6 separate regions of the Mus musculus genome follow, and all the other regions are linked to region 6. The links are chromatin contacts, called in public Hi-C, HiChIP or PLAC-seq and promoter capture Hi-C maps. All regions are on one chromosome and are shown on one strand. Each heading gives the region's core, a stretch centred on a gene start, on an enhancer-like site or on the middle of the called end of the contact. The rest is flanking DNA. Distances are from core to core; before and after follow the strand shown.

Region 1 (4,116 bases), core at 891-3,390, 290 kb before region 6:
CCTCTTTCCAGCCCAGATAGAACACAGCAGTGCCACACGAGGGTTTATTCCAGTCACAGCTTCCAGAGAAATGCCACAATAAATTACATCATTAAATAACTCTGCACTGGACCCTGCCCCCTTCTGCCCCTTCTTATCCTGGGACCCTCTGTGGACTAGGACCACTCCCTGCATGAGACAGAAGGTCAAGGCCCTGAGCTTTACTGGGTCCCCACCCTAGTCCTCAGCCCCCTGTGTCTCACTTGTCTGACCTTGACAGCTGGGCAGCTGTTAGTCAGCTGTCTCTGAAGGGGGGAGGGGAGGGCAAGGAGGGAGCAACCATAACTCACAGCCTAGCCTATGTTCTAGAGGTGTGTGGGGTTCTCCAGAGAGGGGTCTGTCTTAGTCATGTGCAAGACCACCGTGGGGGCTTTGTAGTGGCAGTGGGTACCCCGGCCATAGCCCCCTGGGGTTCGGCAGGCCTTGGCCCGGGCTCGGCCAGCTGCCATTTTTCGGTAGCACAGGCTCTGCCAAGTCTGAAAAGTCTTGGAACTCCATACCCAGACTCCACTGGTGATGCCCACCACCAAGGACATGAAGATTTTGAGCATGAAGACAGCCACAGTGGGCACCGAGCCCCCTGGCAGCGAGCAGTCTCTCCGGCCTCCAGGCACGGTGGCAGCAGTACATGGTTGCTCTGTGGCCCGAAGCCGCCAGAAGTCCATGTTGAGGCGTTCATAAACGTAGCAGACAATGACGCAGGTGGCCGGCACTGTGTAAAGGATGGAAAAGACTCCGATTTTGACCATCAGCTTCTCCAGCTTCTCCGTATTGGTGCCTCCCGTCTTCATGATTTTGCGGATATGGAAGAGAGCCACAAAACCGGTCAGGAGGAAACTGGTACCCAGTACCAGGTAGCAAGATAGGGGTACCAACACAAAGCCAGTGAGGGCTGCCGGGTCCATGCTGGCTACATAGCAGAGCCCAGTCAGTTCATCGCCAGCCACCTTGCGCAGAGTCAGGACCACGATAGTTTTGAGTGCTGGCAGGCCCCACGCTGCCATGTGGAAGTAGCTGCCGTGAGCCTCGATGGCCTCGTGGCCCCATTTTTTGCCTGCAGCCAGGAACCAGGTTAGAGTCAAAACCACCCACCAAAGTGAGCTGGCCATCCCGAAATAATAGAGCAACAGGAAGACCAGGGTGCAGCCTGTGTTTTCCAGACCCTCCTGGATCACATACAGAGCCCCTGCCTCCTGGTCGCATGCCACACTCTGTGCACCTGCCACCGCTCTGATCAGGAAGGCCAAGGAGTAGACATTGTAGCACATAGAAAGGAAGATAATCGGGCGCTCTGGGTACTGGAACCGGTGAGGCTCCAGCAGGAAGGTGAACACGGTGAAGGCCGTGGAGAAGAAACACAACGCGGACCACACAGCCATCCAAACCAGCGCGAAGTCCTTATCGCGCCGAGACCAGAACACCTCGACGCCTGGCCCGCAGCGCGGAGCGCACGAGCGACTCTTCTCCACGTACTGGAACTTCTCGGGGTTGTCGCAGGTGCCACCGCTGCCGGGACCTGGGGCTGAATCTCCCGGTGGCCTCGCGGGCCGAGGTGCCACAGGGAGCATGCCCAGGCCCTTGTGGGGTTCTGTGGGGCCTGCTGTAGCGTTCTCGGGTGCCTCCATACAGAGTGCGTGCGGGTCGTTGCGCGTGGGGAGCCGGGCACAGTCGAGTGAGTCGGGCCAGCCGAAATTGAATTGCTCCATGATGGGGGCGCAGCGCAGGCGAGCCTGCTCGCACATGGGCCGGCAGGCTGGGATGGGAGTGGAGACCTGGTCGGTGCACATTGGGGCGTAGAGCGAGCAGAGGAAGAAGCGCAGGTGGCTGTGGCAGCCGTACTGCACGAGGGGCGAGAACTCGGCCAGCTGCGCCGCCGCCTCGCCCTGCGACGTGTGGCCCAGTAGGTTGGGCATGCGGGTCAGGTTGTAGCCAATGCCCCGGCACATGGGGATCTCCATCGCTTGGCACGGTGCGGGGCCACGGCCACGCTCCGGATCGAAGCGGCCGATCTCCAGCGCCGCGCCGCCCGTCGCCAGCAGCTGCCACAGCAGCAGCGCCCCGCGGAGCAGCGGTGGCACGGCCATCGCCCCGCGGCGCGGCCGCTCGGGCTCACTCGCACCGCTCCATCCCGCGTCCCGGGATCTGCGCGCCACGTCGCGGCTCCCGCGCCATCTCTCGGCCGCCCACGTGTGTCCCGGAGCGCGTGGCGCCTTCGGAGGAACAACCGCTACCACCGCCGTCGCCGCCGCCGCCGATGCCGCCGCCACTCCAGCCAGAGCCGGCGTGGTCTCCGCCGCCAGCCGCCGCGGCTCGGCACCCCGAGGGCGTGGTCAGTAGGAGGACACGCCCAGGGGCGGGGCAGTCCCTCAGGGCACGCCCCCGTCGCGCTTTAAAGGTGCCGCGCCTCTCTGCCACGCTGGAGGCGTGTGGGCAACGTTGTGGGTCAGCTTTTCTTCTCTTCTGCTCATTTCTTTCCCTTCCTTTGCAGACTCGACAGTCCGCGGGAACGCACCTCCCAATGTACTCCCTCGCATCAAGTGCGCCCTTTTCTTCCCAGGTGGGAGGGGACCATCCCAAGCTCTCCAAGCTCCAGGCTAGGGAGTTGCTTGTTCCCCCTCTCCTCTCTTCTTCCCTTAAGGGTGTTTTTGTTGATCCTGTTGTTTTTGAGACAGGGTCTCATATAACCCAGGCTGGCCTCAAGCTCACCTTGAATTCCTGATCCTCCTGCCTCATAAGGGCTGCCACCACATGAGGTTGTTTTTTGTTTTTTTGTTTTTTTGGTTTTTTTTTTATTAATTTATTATATGTAAGTACACTCACTGTAGCTGTCTTCAGACATTCCTGAAGAAGGCATCAGATCTTATTATGGATGGTTGTGAGCCACCATGTGGTTGCTGGGATTTGAACTCAGGACCTTTGGAAGAGCAGTCAGTGCTCTTACCCGCTGAGCCATCTTGCCAGCCCCCCACATGAGTTTTTTCTGCTGTTCATTCTAGGGATGGAACCCAGGCTAGACAAGCCACGTGCCCAGCCCAAGCTGATTTTGTTTTGTTTTCATTATATTTATCACACACACACACATCCTGCCGTTTGTCTGTCTGTGTGTGCGTGTGTGTGCATGTGTGTGTGTGTGTGTGTGTGTGTGTGTGTGACACGCACGAAACTGCATGCAAGCAAGGACAACTTGGGGAGTCAGTACTCTTCTTCTATCACGGGATACCTGCCCCCTGACTCGGGTCATCATGACTGGGATGGGGTGACTACCTTTATACTGAGCCATCTCTCCGGCTCCTCCACTTGTCTGTTTTGTTGTTGCCTTGCTTTGCTTTAAATTTTTAAATTTTCTTATTAATGTGCTTTGCTTGTCTATCTGTATGTGCACCACGTGTGTGCCTGGTACCCTTGGAGGCCCTAAGAAGGCTTTGGAACTGGAGTTGTGAACCTCCATGTGGGTGCTGGGAATCGAACCTAGGTCCTCTGGAGGAGCAACCAGTGATCTCAATTCCTGATCCATTTCTCAAACTCCCCATTTGTTTGTTTTCCAGACTATTTCATGTTGTCCAAGCTGGCCTCACATTCCTTATGTATCAAAGGACTTCTCACCCTCCTACTTCCACCTCCCAAGTGCCTGAGCCAGGTATTTCACAGTGATGATTTCAGCCTCTACTGTGGCCCTACAGGAAAGCCGGAGTCTCTGGTACAAGTCTGAAGGGAAAGCTATACTACTCAGGCTCACACACCTCCTCGGTGTCAGGACTGGCAGGCACATTGTTTCCCTGCTAAAAGTTGCCTGTTACATGCGCGCACACGCGTACACACACACACACACACACACACACACACACACACACACACACACACACACACACACACACACACACACACACACACATACACGGCTTGGCCAATACCCTCCTGCTATATTTAGAGCCGGGATTCAGGAAGAAGCCAGGGCAGCGCTGATGGCCGCAGTGAGAAAATGGGGTGGTCATTTCCTAGTCTCTCGGCTCCCAGAAAGCTGCAGCTCGGCAGGGACAAAGAAAAACATATGTGTCACTGGCATGCACCCAGCCCCCC
Region 2 (4,252 bases), core at 266-2,765, 400 kb before region 6:
CGTAATTATATCTTTTTCGACATCCCTTTCTCTCTTCAGGCCACCCCCAAATCTAGGTACTTATCACCTCCCTGGAGGATTTTTGCAGCAACTTCCAGTTTATTTTGTAGTTGTTGTTGTGCGTCTCACATAGCTCAGCTTGCCCTGGAACTCGAAATGTATTCTAAGAAAACCTTGAATTTCTGATCTTCCTGCCTCCTACTCCCAAGTGTGGAATTATAGGCTATTACTACTACACCGGGTTTATGGGTTGCTGAAGGAACTCAGCTTTCTGCAAGCTAGTCAAATACTCTTCCAATGGAGTTACATCCCTAGCCACAACATGATTGTAAGTTTTGGTTTTGTTGTTTCTCTCCGCATCGCTGGGGAATCGAACCCACGTTCTTGTACAGAATTAATAAGTGATCTCCCTGGTTTGCTTTCTACCTTCAGTCTTTGTTCAAAATACTCCATGGATTTTGCTCCGGGCCTTCCTATGATAACTAGCGTGGTCTGATGAAACCAGTGTTCTAGGATCTCCAGTTCTTTCCGACCTTTCTAGCCGTTTCTTTTTCTAATATTCACAACCTCTCCACGACACCCTCGCTTTGGGCTTTGCGAGGCTGTCCCATACCAACGGACAGGGCATCTCTCTTCCCCAGCAGCGAAAGCACGGGTCAAATGGGAATAAGAACCTCTGCCCTGCCCCTTGGAAGGATCCAGTTTGGCGATGCTGCAATAAAACTTCTAATAAACGATCAAGATGAGGTGAGAGCTGGACCGTCTGAGTCCGCTACCGAAAAACTTCTTGCAGACAGCTTCAATCAAAGCTGTTCACCGTTGGGCCCCGCCCCTCAAAAACCAGTCCAATAGCCAGGCCTTGCCTCTTCAGGTCAAAAGCTAAGCCCCGCCCCTCATAAACTCAGACGGAAGACCCGGCCCCAAGGGGGATTCAAAAATCCAGGCCCCACCTCTCAGAGCACGTGAGCACTCAAACGCGCGAGGTTCCGCCTCCAGCACGAGCAGCTAAGTCCCGCCCCTCAGGTCGTGTCAACGGCCAGGTCTTGCTCCTCCTAACACTCAGACTACCAGTTCTTCCACCCCAAAAGACGAAAACCGTCAAGATTGGCTCCTCACGACGCCCCAAAGGCCAATCGCCGCTCCACAGTACTTGCAACTGTCCCCAGTCCCTCCAAGCGCGCCAACGGACAGGCCCTGCCCCACAGGGAACGGAACCTTCTGGCCCGCCCCTCGAGGCGCGCACGTCCCAGGCTCCGCCCTTATAGAGTTCCAACTGCCAGGCCCCGCCTCACAGCGCCCGCTAACGGCCAGGCCCCGCCCTCAAGGCGCTCAAGAGGCCAACCTCCGCCCTGCAGAGCGCTCCAACGGCCAGGTCGCTTCCCATAGGGCATCGTAACGACTAGGTCCCGCCTTCCGAGGTGCGCTTGGGACCAAGCCACGCCCCAAAGAGGCCAACGCTGGCCAGCCCCGCCCCTCGAGGCGCGCCAACTGTCCTCCCCCGCCCCCTCGTGCGCCGAGACGTGAGGACGCCGGCGTCGTAGGCTGAGGTGGCAGCTGTCCCGCAGTCATGGAGCTGCCGCAGATGCCGGAGCTGATGGGGTTGTCCCTCCTGGTGGGTCTGCTGGCCTTGGTGGCCACGGCGGCTGTGGCGCGGGGCTGGCTGCGGGCCGAGGAGAAGCCCAGCCAGCCCGTCTGTAAGTATACCGGGTCGGGTGGCGGTGACTCTGGGGACTTTGCTCCCGGCCGCCGCGTGGTACGAGGAGCGTGGAGAGTCACGGACCTCAGTTTCCCTGGTTGTGAGATGAACTTTCCCGTGTAGGTTTCGGGTTGCAGGTGCACCCCAGGGACAAGATTCTTTGGAACCTGGGAGCTGCGCTGCTACGTGGTCGGTGACTTTTCCTGGGACACCTCCCACCACCACCACCACCTATGTCCCCGGAGCTGCTACGAAAGCTCAGTCAGACCCCAGGTTTGCTATGTGTTCGTGTTCTTAGAAAATGGGGGTCATTTGAAAATACTCTTCAGCCAACTCTGACCGGCAGGAACGTTTTCTGAACTCCTGTTACCTATACCTAGCTTCGAGGTCTTTTTAATACGTTCAGTAACCGAGAAGCTTGTAAAAGTGTGGTCTACACTGTAGATCTAAATTGTAAGCATCTGAAAAGGCAAGCGAAATAGACATTGTATTAAATTTCACAAAGGAGTTAATACTATAAAAGGATCGAGAGTATGAATGGTCTTGCTGCTTTTATTTATTTATTTTTTAGGGAATAAAAGTTGGGGATTCCGGGAACTCTTCAGAGAGGGTAGGGAACCCATTGTGAGTTTCTGAGACATGGTTTCACAATGTTGTCCAAACTGGCCTTGAGCTCTGGTTATTACTGCCTCAGTCTCGGGAGCATTGGAGTATACAAGTGTGTGTGTGCTCCCCATACCTAGCCTTGTGAGGTGCTGGGTAGGTGAAACCCAGAGGCTCAAGCAAGTGCTGTTCCACGGATCTACACCCCCAAATCTGTGATGTGAGTTGTTCAGGGATGCCAGTGTAGGATTTTGCCTGGGAGGCCAAGGAAGAAAGAAGGTTCTTTTGTTTGTTTTGTTTTTTCGGGACAGGGTTTTTTTTTTTTGTTGTTGTTGTTGTTGTTGGGTTTTTTTGTTTGTTTGTTTTTGTTTTGGTTTTGGTTTTTTGGTTTTTCGAGACAGGGTTTCTCTGTGTAGCCCTGGCTGTCCTGAAACTCACTTTGTAGACCAGGCTGGCCTCGAACTCAGAAATCCACCTGCCTCTGCCTCCCAAGTGCTGGGATTAAAGGCGTGCGCCACCATCGCCCTGCAAGAAAGACAGTTCTATCAGCAGCAAAACTCAAGAAGACAAGGGATTCCAGAAACACTTGGAGGCTGCTTGGACATGGTGCGGCCATAGACCGCCTGCCTAGGATTCCCCTAGTGAGGGGTCAGGAACAGAGCTCAGGGTTAGAACTCTTGCCTGTGATACCGGAGGCACTGCATTTTATCCCAGTGCTGAAAGAATAGCAGTCCAGCATCTGGTTTAACGCTGAAGGTCACCATGAGCAAGTTCAATAATAAGTTTTAATTCCTGTAAGAATTAGGGAGCATCTACTGCTACCTAACACGTGTCAGCTTGGTGTGTAAACCTAGTTCTCCAAGATATGCTTTCATTTTAATTAACTATTTTTTTTTTTTTTGAGACAGGTTTTCTATATATAGCCCTGGCTGTCAAAGACCCACCCACTTCCCAAGTGCTAGGGTTAAAGGCATATGCCACCACTGCTCTGCTTTCTCTCTTTTAAAAATTTTTTTTCCTGCATATGAGTTCACTGTAGCTGTCTTCAGACACACCAGAAGAGGGCATCAGATCCCATTACAGATAGTTTTGAGCCACCATGTGGTTGCTGGGATTTGAACTCAAGACCTCTGGAAGAACAGTCAGTGCTCTTAACCACTGAGCCATCTCTCCAGCCCCCGCCCCCCTTTCTCTCTTTTGTGCATGTGTGAGAGAGAGAGAGATCCAGGTGGGGCCTTGAACTCACTATGTAGTCAAGCCTGACTCTGAACAACCTCCTCTCCCAGTCTTCCTGTCTCCACCTGCTGAGTGCTAGAATTATTTATAGGCAGCATACATCACCAAGCCTGGTCTCAATATCTCTTTGAGGAATCAAGATTTAAAGCAGTTAAATAACTTACCCAAGACCAGATCTTCAGATCCCCTTGTGCATATCATTCCCCTACTTGGGGATGCCTGACTAGAATTCACACTACACAGGCTAAGCCATGAACCCACCCAGCTGTCTCAGTTCAGAGAGATGCTATACACACTCAGAAAATAGCCTCTGTAAGACCACACTCATGAGGGCTGGGGATGTAGAACATGTGTTCTTCCTTAGCATGCACCAAGCTACAGTCTCAACCTTCAGAATGGCTTTAAAAATAGAAGAAAAGAATACACACTGATAAAGACTGAATTCAAAGTCAAGTCTGATTTCTAAGCCTTTTTTAAAAATTATGTGTATAGATAATTTAGATTTGTCTATAGATTTGTCCATTTTTGTGGAGATGTTCTTGAGGGCCATGGGTGCCATAGTCTCTAGAACTAGAGTTTTAGTTGGTTATGAGCCACCTGATTTGAGTGCTGGGAGCCAAACTCTGATTCTCTGAATATATGCTTTTAACCACCGCGCCATCTCTCCAGGCCTAGTTTTGTTTGTTTTTCAGTGCAGCTGGAGATTGAACTTGAGGC
Region 3 (4,234 bases), core at 196-2,695, 300 kb after region 6:
CAAGCACTGACTGCTCTTGCAGAGGTCCTAAGTTCAATTCCCAGCAACCACATGGTAGCTCACAACTGTCCACAATGAGATCTGATGCCCTCTTCTGGTGTGTCTGAGGACAGTGACAGTGTAGTTATAAATTAAATAAAGAGAGAGAAGAAGGAGGGGAGGGAGGAAGAAAGGGAGGGGAAGGAAGGGAAAGGAGAGTACTGAATGAAAGCAGAAGGTGGGTGGAGAGGCTTGGGGAGGGGAGAAGAGGAGGGGGCAGAGAGGCGTGGGGGGAGCGGGAAGGGAGGGGGAAGGAGAGGGTTCATTGAGATAGAATAAAAACCTACGAAAAGTAGACGCCACTGGAGTGTGCGAGGGCTGGAGAGCAGGCGAAGTGCCCTGAGGAGAGACCTGAGGTGGCCGTGAAATCCTTATGCTCCCTCCTCCCCACAGGTACTCAGAGGAGGAGATCCGGCAGAAGGTCGGGACCTTCCGGCAGATGCTGATGGAGAAGGAAGGCGTACTGACCCGGGAGGACCGGCCTGGGGCCCACATGTGAGCATTTGCCTGAGTGACAGTAAGGGAGGGTGCATCTCACACTGCAACTGGATGGGGACGAAGGGGAGGGCTTGTCCCAATGCACCATTAGAAGATAGGCTAAGTAAAGGAGATTTCATGAACTCTGCCCCCTGGAAGCTCTGGCCTGGCCTGGAGTACAGGGTGTGCACAACTGAGGATCCCTGAGGGCCATTTGCTGCCCACCTGGTTCCTGTCTATGGGCTACAAGGCAGGGGACTTCAGAAATGTTCAGACTCCCAATATTGCAACCAAATGACAGTATGACCACAGGCAAGCTACAAGTTAGTCAGTGGGTCGGTTATTTTTACCTGTAAAATGAACTCCAGGATAAGCATGTGATGTGTCCTAGATTGTACAAAGCCAAATGTGAATGTGCTGGGGGTGTGGCTCAGTGGTAGAGCCCCTGCCTAGAATCCCCCAGGGAGAGGCTGGGGGCGTGGCTCAGTGGTAGAGCCCCTGCCTAGAATCCCCCAGTGAGGGGTTGGAGTGTGGCTCAGTGGTAGAGTCCCTGCCTAGAATCCCCCAGTGAGGGGCTGGGGTGTGGCTCAGTGGTAGAGCCCCTGCCTAGAATCCCCCAGGGAGGGGCTGGGGGCGTGGCTCAGTGGTAGAGCCCCACTGCTGGGGGCAGTGAGGGGGTGCTGGTGTTTGGTGGTAGAGTGTTTGCCTTGAACCCTCCAGCATGACTCTGGGGCTCAGCCTTAGAGTACTTACAGTCCTAAATGCAAGCCCCAGCACAGGAGAAAAAACTGTGTAGGAAATGGAGCGGGCTGAATTGGAGAAATGGCAAAGGGTAGCCCAGTGCTCTGCCTGACAATGTACTCAGCAAATCCTACAGGACACATTCAGAGGGTGTCCACCTCGCTGACGAACTCTTCCCCAGTCAGCACTGAGGCTGTGAGAGAAGCTGGAGTAAGACTCCTGGCCTTTCTCTCAGCCGTGGGCCCTGCTCAGCAGCAGACACCTTCCTGAATCTCCAGACTTCTGTCCACTTTTGTTTCACAAAAACCTAATCAATGATTTTAGCTTCAGAGACAGGAAGATTGTTATGCTACACAGTGAGTTCAAGACCAACCTGGGATATACAAAAAGACTCTGTCTCAATCAAAAGAAAACACTCTCCAAGGCTCTATGAGCAGCTGGTGGCTGCTAGGAAAGAAACATTTTTTTAAACATTTATTTACTTATTGTATGTGCACGTGTGTGACCGTGAGTTAGTGTACATGCATGCCAGGGTGTGCATGTGGAGGGCAGAAAATAACTTCTGGGAATTAATTTTCTCCTTCTACCGTGTGGTGGTTACAGATTGGACTGACGTCATCCGACTTGGCAGCAAGTGCCTTTACCCACTGATTCATCTTGGTGACCCATGGGGGAAAACCATTTTCTTTAGTGGATGAGCCATTGTTAAGTTATTCTGCAAATAACTCTCTCTTGGTCCTGTGTGAACCTTAATAAAACACATTGGGTCAAAAAAAGAAAAAAAAAAAAGACATCAGATTCTGGCGAGATGGCTCCTCAGTTAAGAGCCATAACTGCTCTGCAGACCAGAGGTCAGTTGCCAGCTTCCTTGTTGCACTGCCCACAACTGTCTGGAACTCCAACTACAGGAGATCCAAAGTCTTCTGGTCTCAGGATCCTGCACACGTGTGTCGTGCATTCATACACAAACACACAATCACATACATGCACGTAAATAAAAATGGCAAATGTTTTTAAATAGTTTCTAAGGCAGGGTGGTGGTGGTGCCTACCTTTAATTCCAGCACTTGGGAGGCAGAGGCAGGTGGATCTTTGTGAGTCTGAGATCAGCCTGGTTTGTGGAGCAAGTTCTAGGACAGCCAAGGTTGTTACACAGAGAAACCCTGACAAAAGAGAGAGAGAGGAAGAGAGAGAGAGAGAGAGAGAGAGAGAGAGAGAGAGAGAGGAAGAAAGAGAGAGAGAGAAGGAAAGAAAGAGAATGATAACAGTGATTTTGTGTGTGTGTGTGTGTGTGTGTGTGTGTGTGTGTGTGTGTGTGTGTGATGTATCCCAAGATGGCCTGGTTTGCTATGTAATTGAGGATAACCTTGAACTTCTTTTATTCCTTTTTAAAACAAAAGACAAAAAACCAGTTTGACCCATATCTTTAATCTCAGCACTCAGGAGGCAGATGCAGGCAAGACCAGTCTGGTCTACCTAGGGAGTTCCAGGATAACCAGAGCTACATAGTGAGACCCTATCGAGAGAGAGAGAGACAGACAGACAGACAGAGAGTCAGAGAGACAGAGACAGAGGCACAAAGACACACAGAGAGAGACAGAGACAGAGAGAACATGAACATGAGCAGATACCCACGGAAGCCAGAAGGGAGCATTAGATTCCCTGAAACTGGAATTGCAGCCATTTGCCATGAATGCTAGGAGCCAAACTCAGTCCTCTGCAAGAACAGCAAGTGCTCTTAACCACCAAGCCATCTTTCTAGCCTGACTTTGAACTTGTGATCCCCCTGCCTTCACCTTCAGAGTGTTGGGATTGCAAGTATACACTATCATGCTCAGTGTATGCCACGCTGGGAATAGAATACAGGGCCTCATACATGCTAGGCAAACGTATGTTTAATCCATGTGACATTCATTCCCAGCCTGAGAACGGGGTCGTTGCTGGTTATCCTTGTGATCTCTAATACAGTGTGGCTCTCCCAGTTTTTACACAAAGCTTCCGTTTCATCATAAGGGATTTGAACCAAAAGTCTCCAAGTTCATACAATGGCATTAAAGACTGGGTGTGCTGGCACATGCTTGTAATACCAGCACTTGGGAGACAAGAAGTAGGAGTTCAGCACTGTGAGTGGCATGTGGTTCTCAGGGGCTTGCTGGCTGCCAGGTTAGCTCCAGGTTCAGTAAGAGACTCTGACTCAAGAAAATAACAGTGATAGAGCAGGATGCTGTTGTCTCCTCCTACCTCTGCACCCATGCACTTGAGCACCAACACCCCCCTAGACATGTACACATACCCCACAGGCATATACAGCACACACACACACACACACACACACACACACACACACACACACAAACAGCAATACAGGTGTTAATAAAGGAACTACAACAACTATAACCAAGATGTGCGCAGCCTCCCAAAGGCCGGCAGCTATCCGTGGTGCTGAAATCAAGCTTGTTCTTGGGCCTGGCACATACATAGGGGTGAGGCAGGGCTTGTCACAGCCTGGCCACACACTTTCTATGGACCTGGCATCTGAGCCAGTTTTCACATCTTTGATGTATAGGGGAAAGAGACAGATGCTCCGTCCACGTGTCAAAAACTCTAAGTTTAAGGTGAGCACCCTGGCCTCTGGCTCCCTACTGCACCACAGTCCCAGCTGTGACTGGGCAGACCCTTGATTTCCCTAGCTCTTCACAACTTTACATTTAAAATGAAGGTAGGATACCCCCCTCCTAGGCTCATTAGACGAGTCCAATGATAGCTTCTAGGATAGCTTCTAGAATCCTCCATGAAGCGCTGGATGTAGAGTGTTTGCCAAGAATCCACCTCTCCACCCCAGGAAGACTCTGGGGATGTGGCTCGGCTGTAAATCCCTTGCATAGCATGCAGGAGGCCCTGGTTTCTATCCCTAGCATGAGAAAAACATAAATAAATGGTGAAGATTAGTCCCCAGCACACGGCAAATGCACATCACT
Region 4 (4,412 bases), core at 70-2,569, 450 kb after region 6:
GTCTCCAAAACAAATAAACAAAAAATCCCCCTACTTCCACTAGGAGGGACTTATGTAGAGCTTTTGGGGACAGACACGTTTTCTTTGGGCTGTGAAGTCATTAAGATCTTTCTGGCTGTATAGATTATACGTGGGTCCTTGGTGGCTACCATCGGCACTAGGAAATGCCAGGTGCCATCCATTCATCAGAAATAATGAGCAAAGCAGCTGTGTCTTATCAGACTGTCCCTCTGCAGTGTCAGATGGAGACCAATTAGCAGAGGCAGGAAGCAACACAATTCTGCCTTTCCAAGCAAAACAGTAGCAAGCACCCCTGCTCCTCAGTGACACTGCTGAGGCCAGGCCTCCTTGACTTCTCTAGCTGTGTTCATCTTTTCTGCTTGGTGAGCCGGGAGCAGGTTCTGGGAATGGAACAGGCTCTGTGAAGTGGAATTTTAAGGACTTCTTTTGCAAATCCAGGGTCTTCTGCCTACTCGATAGATAAGTGCTCTACCACTGAGCCAGGCCAACTTAAGCCAAGGTTTAACTTTTTTTTTTGTTTTTTGTTTTTTGTTTGTTTGTTTGTTTTTCGAGACAGGGTTTCTCTGTGTAGCCCTGGCTGTCCTGGAACTCACTTTGTAGACCAGGCTGGCCTCGAACTCAGAAATCTGCCTGCCTCTGCCTCCTGAGTGCTGGGATTAAAGGCATGCGCCACCACGCCCGGCTTAACATTTTTTAATAGATTCTTTTCTTATTTAAAAATTTTAAATCTATGTTTTTAAAGACTGTGCTTGTAAGCTCAGCAATTAGGAAGCAGAGGCAGGAGGTTCAAGAGTTTAAGAGCAGCCTAGGCTTACATCACAAATTCAAAGCCACTCCGAGGTACATGAGATCCTGGACCCCTTCCACCCCTACAAGTGGACTCTTATAGCTGGGGATTAATTAGTAGTAGAACACTTGTCTACTGTGCTTGCATTAACTTTGATCCTCAACACCACAAAAGGAAAAATCAGGGTTGGCGATAGGGCTCAGAGGGTAAAGGCATTTGCTGACAAGCCTGACACCTTGAGTTCGATCCGTGGAACCCACGTGAAGGTGGACACGGAGAACGGACTCCTAAAGTTGTTCTTTGACCTCTGTAAGTACACCCCCCTCCAGAATATACACACATAATAAAAAGAAATATAAAAATTATTAAAAATCAAATGCATCAGTGATTAGCGAGGGAGTAAGTCAGTAGGAGAAAGAGAAGGCTGGGTACATTTATATCTGCTGGTGTGCTTTGGTTCAGCCCACTCAGCTTCATCAGAACTACATTTCCCAGAAGGCACTGCGTGAGGTGGACATGCGCAGCGCGGTGCTTGGAGGCTGCGACGCCGAGTTTCACTCCGGCTGCCTCCGGCTCGGAGTCGGAGACATACTCGAGGGTTCTTCCCAGGCCGAGCCGGAGCTGAGCCCGGAGGTCGGCGGTCCTCTCAACCTGTTCCTTCTGCTTCCCTCAGACTCGGTGAGCGGGACGGGCGGGCCACCTGCTGGCGCCCAGCCTGGGGTCCCGAGGGTGGGTGGGTGGGTTGAGGAGAGGGGGCTATTGAGCCAAGCTGAGACCGGAAGGGGGCGGTCGTGCGAGGAGGGAGGGCCGTGCCGGCGGGATGGGTGAGTCCTGGGGGCGTTGGGAGCCCTGGGCACCTCGGTACCAGGGTCCTGGAGGCGGGAAGTCGCAGTTGGGACGCTCTGAGCGTTGGGGACTGGGCTGGGTGTGGTAAGAGCCCTATTTTTTGCAGAGACAGGGGTCGCATCCCTGGCAGTTTGAGTCCTACAGGACCTGGAAGAGCAGTGAGGCTATTGCTACCCTGGCTCCCTGAGGGGTCAGTTTCAGTCCTGGAGCGTTTGTGTGTGTGTGGGGGCGTTACATCCAGGCGATAGGGATCCACCACTGTCTGAGAGAGTTGGACTTTGGAGGCGTTTGCCTTTCCATTCTCGGTCTGTGTCAGACTGGGTCTCTGGGGCACTTTGGGGTGTCTCTGTTTTGAAGCTCCGCTTTTCATCCTATCCCTCACACAGCTGCAGGGTTGCCCGCGTTAGCTTTGCCTCCACAGTGGCATGAATGGGAATGTGTTCACAGGCAAGACCTTTAATGAACTCTCTTTTCTCCGTGCCGTCTTAGCCCCTTTAAAATTCTAGAGAGCCCAGCAATGTGTTGCACATTTATAATCCCAGTATTTGGGAGACAAAGGTTTGCGGGTAGCTAAAGCTTGCCTGTGCTTCATCACAAGATACTATATTACATCCCTCTCACTCCCCAAAAGAGTGCTAGCCAGGTGTGGTGATTTATGACTGTAATTTCAGCACTTGTGAGGCAGAAGCTGGAGACTCAGGAGTTCCAGTCCAGCCCTAAGCTATATACTGTGGCCCCTGCTTAAAACAAAACAAAACAAAAAAACCCCCAACAACCCAAAAGTAACAGTTCTGTGATGTAGAGTTCCCAGTAGCCACGAGAATCAGGATTGACTTCAGTTGGTCAAGGTGTCAAGTCTCTTTGCTTATTTTCTGTGTGACTTTGGTCAAATTTTTATCCTCTCTGGTGTGTTGATTTCCTTCATGGACCATCCGTGGGACCGGTTTCTGAAGTCCTCACGCAGACTTTTCTGAGAAAGGGTTTAATTGAGTGGGCTGAGAAAGACTGTCCCTAGCTTCTGCTCCCTGCCCAAGCTGTTGGAAAATAAGCCTGGTAATTTCCAGTTGCCAGCCACAGCACACGGGACCCAACATCTGTGCGCTCATTTTCTCTTGCCGATTCTTCACTGAAGACTTAATCATCTTTTTGGCAAAGGTACCTCGGAATCGGTGTGGCTGAGTCAGCAAGGCCTCAGATTTGCCGGGTTCTTGTTTGCTGTTCCTATCAAGATGGGAGCTCAGACAAGTTATTGCTTCTGAGGATCTGGTGCTTTCATCAAGAAGGGACAGTTTGGTGCCAGCTCTTCAGTGAAGAGGAGGTGAGAGCCGCGGGGAAGTTAACCTTGCAGCTTTTGAAATCTGGTGTTCCAAGGAGAAGGTGGGTGTGGACCCTGAAGGGAGATGGCTCAGTCCATACAGTGCTTGCCTGGCGAGCAGGAGGGTCCAGATTTGCTCTCCAGAACCAAGGTAAAAAGCCTGGCATGGTGGCATGTACCTGCACTTTTAATGCTAGGGAGGAGACAGGTGAATCCCTGGGGTTTGCTAGTCAGCCAGCCAGCCACGTATTTGGTGAGTGAGCAAGGTTGATAGCACCTGAGGAACTGCAATCCAGGCTGTCCCCTAGCCTGCGGGAACACCCATGCATCTGTGCACACACACACACACACACACACACGCTTTATGGACGGTGGGATTCTGGGGTTCCAGGAGTGAGATGAGGCCCAGGAGTGGATTGTTGATTGCCAGATGTTGCAAATAAATTCACGTGGCCCCTTGCCAGCACAGCCTCTGTCTAACCAGTCTCAGAGGATGCGCCATCCTACCTTAGACATCCTTTATGGGCTGGGAGCAGCTTTGGCAAAGTGCTTAGCCAGCATACAAGACCTGAGTTCAAGCCCCAGCACTTCAGAACATTTATTTTTTATTATTACTTAAAAAAAACGAAACATGCATTTGTTGTGTGCGCATGTGTGGAGGTGACAGGGCACTTTGCAGGAGTCACTTCCCTCCACCAGGTGAGTTCTGGAGATCTAAGTCAGGTGATCAGGATTGGCAGTAAGTGCCTTTACCTGCCAAGCCATCTGACTGGCCCCTCCCAATTCTATTTAATTTTTTAAAAAAGAAATAACACTTTATTTCCTGGCTGCACAAACCTGACCACCTGAGTTCTGTCCCTGGATCTCATAGTGGAAGGAGAGACGGGATTCCTGAAAGCCATCCCCCCTCCCCCAGCTTCTTCACCCTTCCGTTTCAAACACAAGTCCATACTCACACTATAATAATAAATTAAAAGAAAATATGCCTAGTAAGGTGATGGATGCCTGCCATCCCACACTTGGGAGACTTAGGCAGAACTGCAAGTTTGAGGTTAGCCTGGGTATGTAGCCAGTTCACCCTTGCATGGTGTTATAAGTTGTAATCCCAGCATTCAATAAACTGAGGCAAGAGGATCATGAGTTTGGGGCTATCCTGGGATATGCAGTGAATTCTAACCCAGCCTGGGCTACACAGGGAGATATTATCTTAAAACTAAAAAAACCAAACCAAAACAAAACAACTAACAACCCATGCTTTATAGGCTAGAGAAATGGGTCACTATTACTGCATTTGAACCAGAAGTGTTCATTTCTTTGTTTGCACAAACCTCTGCTGGGTGCCAGACGAGATCTCTGTCTTTCTGGCAACTCCTTGGGCGGAAAGACAGGTGCACCAGTTAGTGACATGGTGTTGCGATATGTGCAGAGAGAGCTAAGGTGAAT
Region 5 (3,831 bases), core at 874-3,373, 390 kb after region 6:
TTGGACAAATGCCATCTGAAAACTCCCTACCAGCCCTTAGGTGCATTGCAGCCTCTGTGTCATTGTGTGTGACATCACTGGGTTGCTATGGATATAGGTGCGAGGTCACTCGCTCTCCTGTGGAACTAGAAATAGGGGAAAATTAGAGTCTAGATATCACAAACTGAAGACATTTCCAGCATTAGTGACCTACTGAGAGTCCAGTTTGTATCCTTTAATGGTTTAACTGTTATTTAAAAAAGGCAACTGTAACAACACACTAATACAATAGTATTTCTGGTTTTAAAACCAATTATTTTTTGTAAAACAAAAAACATCTGTAGCTTATTTAATTAGGAAAGGATAAGCACCTGGCCTTTTGAAAAAACAAAGAAAAAAAATCATTTAAAATTAAATAGTCTCTCTCTCTCTCTCTCTCCGGGTTTCATTTGTAAGGTTTAACAGGGAGGGGGCACTCCAGCACCCACTTTACACCAGAGATGTATTTAACAACCTTTGTTACATAAGATAGGAAGTTAGATATTAACAGAGTGGAAAACCCAATTATTAATTTTTGAAAACTGTAATAGTAATTTTTCTACTGAATTTTGGAATATTGAGCACCTCCCCCCCACCCCCGCTGGCAAACTGGTCCCCAATTCATTAATAAATTGAGAGTAACTGACAAAATGGTGCAACTAGTTAGGATTTTGCATCTCAGACAAAAATGCGACAGTATTCCCTTCTCGTCAGAACGAGGATACATTAGGTCAGAAGAAAAAAAGCCTCGGATACATTTAACAAAAAAAAAAAAAATTCTTTTAAAAAGACTTTTTCCCCTTTAAAATAAATCCTCCCAGCCTCCACCCAGTCTAGGCTCTCTGCAATATGACAAATGCAGAATCTTCTGGAATGACTTGATACTGCCTCCCACCACCGCTTTGTTTGCAGTATCAGATCAGACAGAATATTTTTTTACACTCAAACGAATTTCTGCAGACTCGTGCCTGCAATTAAAAGAGAAACTGCATATCTCAGTCAGTTAACATTCAAAGGCATTATAGTTAACCCTTTGAAATGGAAAATAAATAAAATGAAAAATGAAGATGCTATATAGAGGGCCATGAATGGGAATGCCAGCAACACACATATCCCTCCCTTCCTAACAGACTTGCTTTGGGGAATGGTTAAAAGGAAGCCTTTTGTTAAAAAAAAAAAAAACAAAAAAAAAAACGTGAGAAAGGTGGTTTCGATTTTACATCATTGAGGCTGGGTTTTTTTTTCTTTTTTCTTTTAGGAGAGGGGGTCCTACATTTTTTTTCTTCCCGAAACGTCTTTAAAGGATGTGTCAGTGGGAAAGATTGGGGGGGGGGGTGATGGAGTGGGGAGGCGGCAAACTGGGAGACCTGCTGAGTGAATGGGGAAGGCGCCGCCCAGACACCAGGGAGAGAAAGAGGAACCGCATCCATGCGGTCCCCCCGCCCCCACGCCTAAACTGGGAGGAGGGGAAGTGGGGCACAAAGGATGCGCACGGCCCCCAACTCAGGTCTCTGGACATTCAGGGTCACAGAGAGACCCCCACCCCACAGCAGAAACCAGCCACGCAAGACCCCGCCCCAGCCCCGAACTCGGAGAGGCTGGGAAAGAGGCCGCGTCACCACTCGGGTGCATGAGCCCCCGTCCCCAACCCCTCCAAGGAGTGAGATGGAGAGGTGACCCTATAGTCGTGACAAGACAACATGCCCCTGGAGCATGCCTTCCACGCCGAGGAACGCGGTGTCGGGAGAGGCTGGGGCGAGGCAGGGGGGAGGGGAGGAGACACTCACGTTCTTCATGGCCGCGGCCATATCGTCGTAGCGCTCCGCCTGCTCGGCCAGCCGGGCTTTCTGCACCAGTTGCTCGCGGTCCACCATCTTCACAGGGCTGAAGAGGATCGGCTGGAAAGAAGGAAACCGAAGACCGCCTTGAAGGGCTTCAGGAAAAGAGAGGAGCGGCTTGGAGCTCGTGTGTCGGAGGGACCGACCCACGAAGCAAGCTACTGAGACGAGGAGGAGAAGGAGGCGGCACGAGCTGCGACCGCGGGACCCGGCGCAAGGAGGCTGCGGCTCCAATGCGTGCCGCGGGCGGACAACCCCCTGCGGTCCCGCCCACACGGGTGACGTAAAAGTCACCGCCTACTCGCGCATGCGCGCGCCCCGCCCGGTCCCGCCCGGTCCTGCATTTACTGGGCTTCTCTTCTACTGGAACATTCGCGGTGGCTCTTTGCGATTTTCTCAGTGTATCCCCAGTACTACACTGCTCCCTAATGTGCCCCTTTCTTCACTTTACCGTAAATCCTCAGCTTCATCAAACCCACCTCTCCTTGCCCCCTGGGGGCCTCTCCCCCCCCCTTTTTTTTTTTTTTTTTTTTTTTTTTGCATAGCTTCTGGCGCGTGACCTCCTGGGAATTGTAGTTTGACCTGCAGCAAGCTGAATTACAGAGCAGACCAAGGACAAAGGGGTGGTGGAGACTACATCTCCCAGTGGGCATTGCGCGCAGGCAGAGGCGGACCGGATGGGGGGCAGGGTCTAACCCGCAGCCGCTGGGGACCCCTGGCGGGGAAGCAGTCTACACTAGCCTAAGCGAGTGCTGATTCACGGCCTCGCCCCATAGCCTCTGGGCAGTTGGAAGGAAAGAAAAGGTCAAGGCCTTAGATCTGGACTCTCTGAAACTGAAGTAACTGGTCATGGTGGAGGGGTAGGGGAAAAACACGAATATAAAGTAGGCAGAAGAAGTACAGACACCGTAAATCCAAACTGCCCAACCACCACCATGGAAAAGATGGAAAAGGTGAACCTGTCCTAGAGATGGCCGCGTGAATGATGCAACCCTTGGACAACTGTCTAACACACACCCACCATGGTTGCAGTCTCCAGTGATGCACTTTAACATCGGACTTAACTGGATGAAATCATAGAATGACACATATCCGCCCGGTATATTGCCTATTTTCCCTAAATGGTGTAGCTGCCTGCAGACTGACCCTGGGGGACTCCCTTCTTCCTCTCCAGTGAACTGGACCAACGCCTGCCTGAACGCACACCCGCTATAGTTTTGACTGCGTATTTTATTTTCATTGTGTTTTTATGAGTTGTTTGGTTTGAAGTAGGGTCTTACACTTCTTAAGGTGACTCTAGACGAAGTTCTGGAATTATAGGCATGCACCAACACAATGGCCTTGACTGTAGAGTTTTGCTTCATCCATTCAACACGTTGAGCACCGGCCCAGTTCCAATGACTTTGTACATTAGCACACAACAATACACAAAGCAGACAAAGCACTCGGCTCAAAAAAAAAAAAAAAAAAAAAAAAAGGAGACAACTGTTTGAACCCACAACAAGCAGCTGACTAACTTTTAACATACCAAAGTGAACCTGGCCTCCAGGTTCTCCAGGCCAGCTGGGGCACAGGGGGAGGGGCTGCCCTTTGCCCAGGGGCTCTTCCCTATATAATCCAGACTTTTTGTTTACCCACCCCTTGTTTTGCTCCTTTTGTACCTTTGGCTTCCTGGCTGGTTCCCCTTTCTTCATGGTTCAGGGTCATGACCACTCTGGACTCTTCCAGATGTGTCTGCGTCTGGCTATGCCTCTTTTATATCTTTTTTTTTTTTCCCCGAGACAGGGTTTCTCTGTGTAGCCATGGCTGTCCTGGAACTCACTCTGTAGACCAGGTTGGCCTCGAACCCAGAAATCTGCCTGCCTCTGCCTCCCAAGTGCTGGGATTAAAGGCATGCGCTGCCACCTTGCCCCTTTTTTACCTGTAATAAACTCTCTCCTTAGCCGTACCTTAGGACCACTCATATCCTTTCCTT
Region 6 (4,411 bases), core at 132-2,631:
TCCCCCCTCAGACACAAGAAGTGGACCCAGGGGTCTCAGAAACAAGAGGTGGTGTAAAGTCCCCTGGGGTGAAAAGGCTTTCTTCCGAGCAAGGTCCATTTATAGAACACACAGGCCCTCCCTATCTCTTCCATCTTTCCTACTCACAGAACACGACAGGGGACCTGCCTCTGGCTGAAGTCAACTCAGATCTTCAAAGTAGAACTCGGAGAGCCAGAGTAGAAGAAATCTACCGGCCCGGCATCCGCAGTGGGATCCGAGGAGTTGTACTCTCAGAAACAGATTTTACATACAGATGAACTGATGACTACACACCCCGAGCCTCACAACTTGATTCAGTCCGATCAATACAGCATGCATAAAAGCCTGAGGTAAAACTGGATAGTGGCTTTTTGTTGATAACTGCGGTGGAATTTTGGCCATCTGCCCTGGTCAGACCAGACAAATAAGGCAGGCGGTCTGCTTATTAGCTGTCAGGCATATTTTGGAGGGTGAAAGCAAAACCTCAAATCAGGAGTCTGAGTATCACTGGACAGCTTATGCCGGCACGCAAAGCTCTGACAATCCAAGCGCCTCAATTCCTACCCCAGGCTGCGCGTCCCCGTTCCTCCAAACCCCCGGGCCATTTTACAAGTTGGACCACACTTCACATTTCTTACGGTCCTTCCCATCACTCAGACCCCTTTGGCCCAGCCTCTGAGGCCAACAGCTGGGGCTGCTGAGAGCCAAGTTAGAGGCACCGTTGAGCGAGATGCTGGGAAGTGTAGGGAGAGTCAATACTAAAGTAAGGCGACCAGAGCCACCCTTCACACCCCCACCTTGGCGTTCCCACACTTGGCAAAAACCAAGCGACTTCCAAGTGCTTCCCCTATCCAGGAGCACCCTTCCGTCAGTCCCCTTTCAACTCCCTTTAGCCTCCCTTGTGACCCCTGATGGTGCTCACTGAGACCGTCCCCTCAGCCGCAGGAATCTGCAGTTCCCCAGAGTGCACCCCGACCCCTATGCCAGTGGAGATGCCCAGGTAGATCCCGAACCTCCCTGGGACCCGCCTAGTTCCCTACCCCAAAATGATTCCGATCGCAGCCACCTTGCCTAATTCCTTCCCGAGTCTGCAAGTCCCACTCCCTTCCAAGCCTCTCTTGCACCCTGCATCACTCCAAGTGCCCCAGGGATGCCCCAGGGTTCTCGAATCTCACCTGAGTCCGCTCGAAGCTCTCGCGCTCCGCAGCCTCCATCCCAGCACCAACTCCGCGGCGGCTCAACACTTTGGGCAGCGGGTTGGATACCTGCTTCATGGAGCTGGCCATTCGGTCCATGTTGTCTGGGTGAACAGAGTCAGGGGCCCTCGGCCGCCCCGGGATCCCCGCGGAGCCTCCCGCCCCTCCCTACCCGCGGGGATCCGGCGCTAACGGGGACAGATTCCGTCTTCCATTGGTTGACAGCGCTGTCCATCTCCCTCAGAACCCACCCCATGTTTCCAAGAGGCTTTTCCCCACACCCCTCTTCCCACTTCGGAGGCGCTCCGCTCACTTCACCCGCTGCCCGCCTCAGGGCGGTCCGCATACTATGACTGGTCTGAAGGTTTGTCCATTATCATTAGTGGGCAGGACCTGGTGGGCTGCTGTCCTAACCTGCCCCCTAGGCTCCGCCCCATAATCGATGCACCGCCTTCCAGGCCTCTACATGCACTGTCATTGGTCTGAAGACTTATCTGTCAACAGGCTGGCTTGATGGGCTGCCCTAACCTTTTCTTGTTGGCTCCACCCTACATCCGTCACTCTTCCTTTGTTCCCACCCCCCAGGACCATAAAAGCACTATGATTGCTCTGAAGGCTTGTCCGTCATGCTAGTGGGTGGGGCCTGGCTGCCACAGACCAGCCCTTGCTGACTCCACCCTACTTCGAAGCGCCACCTCCTGGGCCCTTCTCTGCTGCGGGTTTCTGAGCAGTAGGACCTGCGGTCCAGCCGGCGCCACGAGTTCCCGAGGGGATGGAAAGGCAGATCAAGGGAAGCATGGCTGCACACCATGCTTCACCGGCTTGCTGGGGAACTCTGCGTCAGTGTGGACCCGCGATGGCGGCCTTAGTGGTCCTCGAAGTCCCCTCCTCGTGCATTCCTTTCTGCCCGTTCTGGAGGACCGTTCTGGAGGGTCCCCAAATACTGGCCTGTGATTGCGAGGATCTCCCCAGAGCTTTCCAAACTTTGCTTCGTTCTCACCTTATCTCGGTAGAAACCCCAACAGATGCTCTTTGTTCAACTATGGTAGGGTCCACTCCTCCCATCCTGTTCTGGGAGCACCTACAGACTGGGAAGTGCTCCTCAGCAAAGAAAAAAGTTACAGGTTCTTCACTAACAGAACTAGTGGCACCGTTAAGCATTAAGCAATTTGATGGTGCTATCCATCTAGCTCTGCAATAGAAGCCAGTACAAGTCTCACTTGTACTAGGCAATGTTTTAATTAATGACAATATCAAACTCACTATGTCGCTGAGTCCCTTGAATCCCTGAGCCTCTTGCCTCTTCCATTCAACTGTTAGGATTATAGGCGTGGGCCTCTAGGCTTGACTTTCCTTTAACGTTTTACACACATTTTGTACCTGTGTGTATGTGTGGGACTGTGTTCATACGGCAGCACTCTGTGGAGGTCAGAAAGCAAATTAGATTCTGTTCTCTACCGTGTGGACCCCAGGATCTGACTTGAGTGATAGGCTTAGTGTAGCAACCTACCCACTGAGTGGTCACACCAGGGATGCTCTTTAAAAACAGTGTTTCAAGACGGGTGGTGATGGTCCACAGCCTTAGTCTCAGCACTCAAGAGGCAGAGGCAGATGGATCTCTGAGTTCAAGGCCAGCCTTGTCTATAGAGTGAGTTCCAGGACAGCCAGTACTGCACACACATGCACACCTACATGCACAAAGATAATATTTCACTAAAAAGTTGAGATTGGCTTTGAACTCCCAGAAATCCTGCCTCAGCCTCTTGAATGCTAGGATTACAGGCATATACCTGTATACAGACTACCCACAGACACCCTCCCCCCAGCCTCCCACACTGAAAGAGATGCGGTTTGCAGGTGTGTCGCACCGTGTGCAAGCACATTCGTGCACCTGTGCACATGGAGATCTGAGGCCGATGTCAGGGGTCATCATCACTCTTGAATCTCGCATTGACTTAGGGTCTCATGGAACTCAGGGTTTGTTGATATGGCTAGCCACACTAGCCTGTTGGCTCTGAAGAGTCTCTGTCTCCCACTTCAGAGGCTGGAATTTCTAGGCGGGCCACACAAACCAGCTGGCCTAGGGTCCCGACTGTGGCGATGTGCACACACACCCTTGCTCGGCAATGGCTTTCACTACTGTGCCATCATCAGAAGAGGAGTTTAATTCGAAGCGGCCAATGACTTTTTCTAAATTAAAGCCTGGGTGAAAGTTCACATTTGATAGAGGCATAAAAGAGGAGTGAGCATTTGCAAGCACCAAGAAGGCTTTTGCTGGGCACAGTGGCATTGTGGGCACCAAGTTACAAAGCCTAGATGAAAGTGGTCCGAGGGAGTAGGAGCAAAAGTAGATTAGAATCTTAGTTAGGGCTCCTATTGCTGTGATAAAACACCATGACCAAAAGCAAGCTGGGGAGGAGAGGGTTTATTTAGCTTACACTTCCACATTGTAGTCCATCAGTGAAGGAAGTCAGGGCAGGAACTCAAAAGGGACAGAAGCCTGGAGGCAGGAGCTGATGCAGAGGCCTGAGTGGCTTGCTCCTCACTGTCTGCTCAGCCTGCTTTTCAGTAGACACTGGGACAAGTAGCCCCATCCACAATGGGCTGGGCCCTCCCTGCCATCAGTCACTAATTAATACCCTACAGTTGAATCTTCTGGAGAAGTTGCATTTTCTCAATCGAGGTTCCCTCCTTTCAGATGACCCTAGCTTGTGTCAGGTTGACATAAAACTAGCCAGGACAGCTGGGGAGACTCTAGAACAGAAGAGGAGAAAGCTCTGCCTCTTAAGGAGTCATGTGAGTAAGCTTGTGCCAAGGGGATGTGGGAAGAGGGGCTTCACAGGTCCAGAGTGATAGGAGGATTAGCCGGAGACTGTATTTATTTAAGGGGATGATCTATAAATTGCGTTCTAGGGGGAAGGAATGTGTAGTGTGTTTTGGCACTGTGTGTTGGGGTGGTATGTGTGTGTGTGATATGTGTGTTGGGGGTGGTGGTGGTGTGTGTGTGTGTGATATGTGTGGAGGTGCCTGCAGAAGCCAGATGGGGTGTCAGATTCCTTGGAGTTGTAGATGGTTGTGAGCCACCCTCTACCAAACTTGGGTCCTCATAACTGCTGAGCCCATCTCTCCAGCCCATCTCTCTTCTGCACATCAGAAGATGGCACTAGATCAGATGGTTGTGAGCCACCATGTGG

The links. Promoter capture Hi-C pulls out the DNA fragments that hold promoters and counts their contacts. Hi-C and Micro-C count contacts between places; a contact is called where the count stands out from the background. HiChIP or PLAC-seq counts read pairs in DNA pulled down with a chosen protein or histone mark.
Region 1: a Hi-C map of muscle stem cells shows a contact between it and region 6, with 3 times the contacts expected there. The contact joins the promoter of Fzd9 here to the promoter of Hip1 in region 6. A contact is called at or near these places in 1 of 39 promoter capture datasets (hippocampal neurons), 1 of 484 Hi-C or Micro-C datasets (muscle stem cells) and 1 of 9 other capture datasets (liver).
Region 2: a contact with region 6 is called in a FOXA1 HiChIP or PLAC-seq map of pancreatic cancer cells. The contact joins the promoter of Tbl2 here to the promoter of Hip1 in region 6. A contact is called at or near these places in 1 of 484 Hi-C or Micro-C datasets (muscle stem cells), 2 of 115 datasets of contacts at active chromatin or transcription factors (memory CD8 T cells and pancreatic cancer cells) and 1 of 9 other capture datasets (adipose tissue).
Region 3: a promoter capture Hi-C map of the SN4741 cell line shows a contact between it and region 6, with 2.5 times the contacts expected there. The contact joins the enhancer-like site here to the promoter of Hip1 in region 6. A contact is called at or near these places in 12 of 39 promoter capture datasets (the C10 cell line, the HPC-7 cell line, the SN4741 cell line and 6 more), 1 of 15 datasets of contacts at CTCF or cohesin (large pre-B cells), 7 of 484 Hi-C or Micro-C datasets (the 63-12 cell line, the G1E-ER4 cell line, adipose-derived mesenchymal stem cells and 4 more), 4 of 115 datasets of contacts at active chromatin or transcription factors (bone marrow-derived macrophages and embryonic stem cells) and 1 of 9 other capture datasets (embryonic stem cells).
Region 4: an HNF4G HiChIP or PLAC-seq map of pancreatic cancer cells shows a contact between it and region 6. The contact joins the promoter of Dtx2 here to the promoter of Hip1 in region 6. A contact is called at or near these places in 2 of 115 datasets of contacts at active chromatin or transcription factors (bone marrow-derived macrophages and pancreatic cancer cells).
Region 5: an H3K4me3 HiChIP or PLAC-seq map of bone marrow-derived macrophages shows a contact between it and region 6, with 3 times the contacts expected there. The contact joins the promoter of Ywhag here to the promoter of Hip1 in region 6. A contact is called at or near these places in 1 of 39 promoter capture datasets (neural stem cells) and 3 of 115 datasets of contacts at active chromatin or transcription factors (bone marrow-derived macrophages, effector CD8 T cells and memory CD8 T cells).

The regions. Positions count from the first base shown.
Region 1 is chr5:135,248,907-135,253,022 of GRCm38.p6, forward strand. It overlaps Fzd9 (frizzled class receptor 9), which reads right to left and starts at 2,141. Exons shown (of 1, transcript NM_010246.1): 1 at 32-2,141. The coding sequence starts at 2,123. The coding sequence ends at 345.
Region 2 is chr5:135,148,171-135,152,422 of GRCm38.p6, forward strand. Tbl2 (transducin (beta)-like 2) reads left to right here and starts at 1,516. Exons shown (of 7, transcript NM_013763.3): 1 at 1,516-1,694. The coding sequence starts at 1,568.
Region 3 is chr5:135,839,921-135,844,154 of GRCm38.p6, forward strand. Srrm3 (serine/arginine repetitive matrix 3) reads left to right here. Exons shown (of 15, transcript NM_021403.3): 3 at 433-534. Among named protein-coding and RNA genes, the nearest start is that of Srrm3, 24 kb to the left of the region's middle. Within about 2 kb of position 1,446, at least 7 of the 459 cell types and tissues checked have an H3K27ac peak or open chromatin away from gene starts, as enhancers often do. A contact at or near this core is called in the SN4741 cell line, where this site is marked.
Region 4 is chr5:135,993,481-135,997,892 of GRCm38.p6, forward strand. Dtx2 (deltex 2, E3 ubiquitin ligase) reads left to right here and starts at 1,320. Exons shown (of 11, transcript NM_001256096.1): 1 at 1,320-1,486; 2 at 2,810-2,972.
Region 5 is chr5:135,932,518-135,936,348 of GRCm38.p6, forward strand. It overlaps Ywhag (tyrosine 3-monooxygenase/tryptophan 5-monooxygenase activation protein, gamma polypeptide), which reads right to left and starts at 2,124. Exons shown (of 2, transcript NM_018871.3): 1 at 1,806-2,124. The coding sequence starts at 1,892. It overlaps Gm40346 (a long non-coding RNA gene), which reads right to left and starts at 1,799. Exons shown (of 2, transcript XR_868594.2): 1 at 1-1,799.
Region 6 is chr5:135,543,741-135,548,151 of GRCm38.p6, forward strand. Hip1 (huntingtin interacting protein 1) reads right to left here and starts at 1,382. Exons shown (of 31, transcript NM_146001.2): 1 at 1,197-1,382. The coding sequence starts at 1,316.